Regions from separate parts of the Danio rerio genome. Here region 1 is linked to region 2. The links are chromatin contacts, called in public HiCAR-type maps. All regions are on one chromosome and are shown on one strand. The core of a region is the stretch at or near the end of the contact, and the rest is flanking DNA. Distances in the headings are between cores, read along the strand shown.

The links. HiCAR-type assays count read pairs that join an accessible place to other places.
Region 1: a contact with region 2 is called in a HiCAR-type map of caudal fin, with 5 times the contacts expected there. The contact joins two enhancer-like sites. A contact is called at or near these places in 1 of 18 Hi-C or Micro-C datasets (caudal fin) and 1 of 4 datasets of contacts at active chromatin or transcription factors (caudal fin).

The regions. Positions count from the first base shown.
Region 1 is chr7:33,831,722-33,834,590 of GRCz12tu, forward strand. No RefSeq gene overlaps it. Among named protein-coding and RNA genes, the nearest start is that of tle3b, 93 kb to the left of the region's middle. Within about 2 kb of position 1,575, at least 14 of the 62 cell types and tissues checked have an H3K27ac peak or open chromatin away from gene starts, as enhancers often do. A contact at or near this core is called in caudal fin, where this site is marked.
Region 2 is chr7:33,566,092-33,568,929 of GRCz12tu, forward strand. All of the region lies in intron 2 of LOC141375393 (a long non-coding RNA gene), which reads right to left. Among named protein-coding and RNA genes, the nearest start is that of paqr5b, 53 kb to the left of the region's middle. Within about 2 kb of position 1,345, at least 8 of the 62 cell types and tissues checked have an H3K27ac peak or open chromatin away from gene starts, as enhancers often do. A contact at or near this core is called in caudal fin, where this site is marked.

The DNA.
Region 1 (2,869 bases), core at 325-2,824, 270 kb after region 2:
ACATGTTAGCCAGATAAATGCACGAAAATGCATATTAATGTCAGATGTACAGAGCAATTATGACTCTTTGGACAAAGGAGAATAAAAGTGATGTGAAACAGATGTTAAAATTATCCAGAGAAATGCATACTGTGAACTAAGCATGGTTTCAGTCAAACATTATTGTGGCCGAAACTGAATAGTCTTTGCATTTCAACCAAATATTTTGGTGATTGAATGAATAAAAAAAAAAAGCTGATTATCATTAGAAATGGGTTTAACTTTAATGTATTCACTCAAAATCTCTTTCAGCAAACAGGATAGTACACAAATTTCATCATGCCAGTATATCAAAAAAACAAAACGTGACGTTTGTTCTTCACATGAGTAGAACCAGATACAGGTGTTTTTCATTGTGCCTTTCCATTAAAATACAATGAAAAAGCAAAGAATCTTCCATCTGCATGATCAATGCAGGAAAAACAACTCTGACAGAAACAGACAGAACGGAAACAAATATGTTCAGCGACGATGACAGACAACCCCAAAAGATGTCTGCCTTGCTTAAATTATCCAGATCTTACACATCTATAAACATGAGACTACAACCCTCTAAAATCTCTTTATATATATAAATCTAAAACCTCAATATGCGACATAACATCTACATTTATTCATTGTATTTAGCTCAACTCATATTTAAACTCTGACATCAAACGCACTGCCACCAGTACTGACTTTATTACATGTCTGTATCGCATTTAAAACATTAAAACAGGCCTTCCTGTGCCCTTGCTCGTCTTACGGCTACATGTTTGTCTATCTGTATGGTTTTAAGCTACAGCCCTTTGTTCCATCTCTTCTCAAAGCCATGGGAACAGAAGAGGGGAATGTAAAAGCAATATGTTGCAAGAAATGGGAAATGAGGGACTTGATCCTTCCTGTTTTTCTTTTCTCTTTCGCTCTATTCCCCCTTTTACAGGATATTGCGAAGAGGGGATTGTGGCTAGAGGGGAAGAGATGGATGTTAAATGAATCTCCCCCATGAACACTCGAGGTCTGGCTATCAGTGACAACACATTCCACTCACTTGGTCATTATTCCACCTCTTATACTTTGATATACATCTAATATGCTAATGTATATGAACTATTTATGCACACAAACACTCACACACTGCACTTGCCCTCAGGAAAAAACACATCTGAAATGGGGGGCCAGTCTAATTGTCTCCCCTGCCTGGGCTGCTTGCCCAGAGGCCTCCTACACAAACCATTACATTAAATCTGTTATCCAACCAGCCGCAGTGCGCCGTGGGGGCATCTTTAAACACATCCTCCATTTCCGCATGCACACACAGACCTACTGCTGCTTCTTGCAAACCACATAACACAGTCAGGCTGACTGACCCAAAGCAATCAGTACAACCAGACCAAACGCTGTTCTGAAAATTAATACAACAACATTGATTTTCAGGGACATTAATGGCCAACAGGGTATGAGGTTCTGTCCGCAAAACATCTCTGGCTTGGACGGCATGTGTTATGTTAACTGCTGTGTCACAAGACTAGTAGAGGGGTTGGTGTGGTTTCATAAAGAGGAAATGGTGCTTTTGCTTTGAGAGCGGTTACTGTGGCCAGCACTCTCGGGTCTGACCACGGGCCAGTGGAAAGAGAACTTGGGGCTTTCAGAGCAGTGAACAAGTCAAGGGCGGTGGAGGGAAGGAGAGTAATGGGTTGAGGGACAGAAGATGACAGAGGAAGAGAACGGCATGTTACCAGCAGCCAAAGAGAAGCAGGAAAGGCCATTGAAAACAAATGTCTGTGGTCTGCCCAGAGTTTAGGGTGGGGCAGTTTGTGGCGGTGGCCATTGTGAACAACACAATCAGACATAGTTCTTATACAGTTGCAGAATATGCCGACTGAGTCACATGAAAATGAGGGGGTTGTAAACTATGCAGGAACACTGAGGCTTACTCGCTAATAATTTCACATAATTTGCATATTTATGTGTGTAGAAAGAGTTCTCACGCTAAATTTTCCTCAGCATTGACACCACATGCACATACACGTTTGTTCTTATCTTTGTGTAAGGTTGACGACTTCGGATTGATTCTGAATGAGGGAGACCGTGCCCACGGAAAATCCTTTGCATAAAACGCGCCTAAACAATGTTCATATAAAGAATTTCCTTGGACCTCACCTTACTTTTCAGCACGCACTCTCACACAAACCATTGAGTAGTTTACTAAATGAAAATAGAAGTCATCCAAGATGATTGTATACTGATATGTGATTGTAGAAAATTTAAATCTACCAAAATAAATCTATCAAATTGTCATTATATATAAATATCTGGTGATTCATCAAATGCAAGTCAGTGGCTGTCAGCACTTTGGGATAGAAAAACATTGAGGCAATGAAGCAAATCCAAAATCATACCTCTGGATCCTGGTGACGATATGAAGCAAACTGGTAGGAAACATTTACATTACATTTTATCCTTTAAATGACAGCGTGTTCAGTTGGCTGTTGTAAGCCATGGGAAAGAAATATCACACAATTTCATTGTTGTTCTTGATAAATGTACATTTATGCCAACCGAACAAGTTTGACTTATAAACTTCATCACTCACAAAGGATTTATAAACAATAAACACAGGGTGCTTACACCTTTTTAAAAGTCTTGAAATACTTTAAGCACTTTCCAGGGAAATTTTCTAAATAACATTACAAGTGTGACAAATGACATTCACATACATATTTCATTATATTGGATCAGATGCTATATATATTATTGTACAGTATATTACGGTTGTTGCTAGATCTTATATGGATGCGACCGGAAGTTAATGAGAATTATTCATATTACTTATAAAATTTCCCATTTT
Region 2 (2,838 bases), core at 95-2,594:
CATCGAGTTATATCCAAACACACGTCCTGTTTTTATACACCATATGGTAATGCATATACATATCCAAAACCCGACAGGTGGACAAATCTAAACAAATATTAATATGCATAGAATAAATAATACTGCTAATAACAACAACAACAACAACAACAACAACAACAACAAAATTACAATAAAAATACAAATTGTCATGAATAAACTGAAAACAGCCCCATGACATAAAGGCATGGAGGTAGTTGTTTTTATATCGATGTAGCAAATAATTATTTTTGTAACATTTTATTCCTTTTTTTTATATATATATATGTAAATATATTTGTGTATTGCTGTACATATTGTGTATGTTAAGTATTTGAACCTGCATAACATGCTTTGTGTTGGACTTTAGTTACAGCACAGTCTATTTCAGTTCTTCAAAATAGCAAAGCGCCAGCAATGTGTCTTAACACACCTCCTTTTTAGACTCGCACACCCATAAGTCCACAAAGTGGCACAAATGGATTTGCTATTTAAACAACGTGATGCAAAACGTGAAAATTGGGGTTGCGCTGGTCTGAAAGTAGCAACAAATCGCACCATACACATCTAGCACCTTATTGCCCCGAGTGTATGATAGGGCCCTCAGTCTTCATTTACTAAAATAACCTTGCTGTGTATGTGTGTTGTGTTTCACACTTGACATCTTTTGAGTATGTAAGAAACTTTAAATCTACATGTCAAATAACTCTCATCAGAGTATTAGTACCTTTGGTAAGAATAAGTAATGTGTACTTGTAAAGTTACCAAGTAGAATGTAAATTGGGGACCAGCTTATTATTCAAAACAAATTGATGGCATATATTAAGCAGACAGCCTACTAATATCAAGTAGCTGACACGTAGCTGCAGAATCAAGTTTAAGTCCAAGTTTAAGTCCACAGAAAGTCTAGGGTAGCGTCAACATGTTGTTTTGTCTTAACAATGAACTTGTAAAGATGCCAGTGAGAAGACTTTGAACTGGATGACTGGCTGCTTGCATCTCCCAATTGGTTTATTCAGATAAGAAAAGCATGAAGCATCAGCAAACAACATTTAAAATAATACGCTGATATGAAGGGAAATGATAAACAGATTGGTTTTACAATCAGCTAAGATAAAGGCCACTGAATTCAGTGCCTCCAGGAGATGGCAGTACTGGCTGTCAGAGATGAGTCTCACTCACACACACATACACACACACATCAACTGGTCTCAATCATAGTGTTTATCCTGACCAGATAAAGCGGTTATAGCTTTGTTAACACTAAGAAACATCTACGGTATCCTTGCCATTGCTCCGCAGTAGCCGATAAGAGACTGATTATAGTGTTTGCGTAAATTTATGGCAGTTTCAATAAAGAACGATACAGAGCTGTACAGTTCCTCTTGTTAAGCATTAAAAGCCATAAACTGTTATCAAGTCTGTGGAAAATCATATGCAAACACTCGCAAGGTTATTCCCCATCCCTCTTTGAGGCATTTGCAAAGTACAGTGATAACCTGAGACTTTCTAGGTCATTTCCACTATGATATCTGTGCCCTGATAACAGATGTCTGATAACAGAAAACGCAAGATTTCACCAAAATGGGTTACTTCAGAGACGTAAAAGCACCACCTGCCCACTGTGACATCACTTCCTGCTCCGTTCAGCCCCCAGACAGGGCTGTTATTCCACTGTAGCGCTAATGCTCATCAAATAGTGTTTTAAATAGCCAAACTCAATAGTGGCAGTGTTTGGAAGCAGAGTAAATATTAGCTGAGCACACAGACAGAGGGGAGTTGCTATGTGTGTTACTGTGTGTTAAGTATACGCTCCTTGCAAACCTGGCAACAACAAAGATGGGTTAAAAAAAATGGAAGGAGCTCAAATATTCTGCTCGCTTCGTCTTATTTGACAAAGAACAAAGAAAGACATTCCATTTTCTCTACAACACCATTTGTGTGCATAGAATGTTGTTAGCTTTACATTCCTGCCATTATCTTTGTTGTGTCAACACGTCGCGACTCATGTTCAGGCAAACTTCAATAGAGATTTCAGACTTTTTTAAAAATCTTTGGCGTGGTGCTGTGAATGTTTCATATGCACACAAAAACATTAGGGAAAGTCAGTGCACATCTAAGGGCATGTCATTGTTTGTCTTTATATTAACCTACAAATCTAGGTAAGAAATCCTCTTTTTGCTGTAAACAACAAGAGTGACGACAGACAGTGTGTTTAACCCTTTGGTTAACGGACCCTTCAATGACAATGTTTATAAGCCACAGCCACAGCTGTTGTGAATTTGCTCAGCCTTTTAGAAAAAAACAACCAAAGCCAGAGATTTCAATAATAATGTGAAGGATGTTTGTGCTTAGCAAGCAAAGAGTAATGGCGGAGAGTTTTTACCTTGCTTTGAACTGACAACACATAAATAAACACACCAAAACAGACAAATTGTGTTTAGCATTTAGTTGACCCTGAAAGGACTTCAACAATCTTAAGCCAATGACACAATAACATCCAACACCAAATACTAAACAAACAATTAAATAACTAATATCAGGTGTTTACAGGAAAATTTGACAGCAAAGTTCCAGTTAAAACTTGACAAGTCCCTGTGATTCATTGAATCATTCATTTAAACTATTTGTCACACATGGCTGATCCATTAAAAAAAAAACAAGAAAAGTGACAGGATATTTTTCTCCAGCTGTTTGTACTTGTTTTGGAAGGTAAAATTAAATGGACGATATTGTGTCTACAATTGTAATTGCTCAATATTAGCAAGTTGGTTGAAAGATGAATAAATTGATAAAAGATTTACAATCAACGCTTCTCAG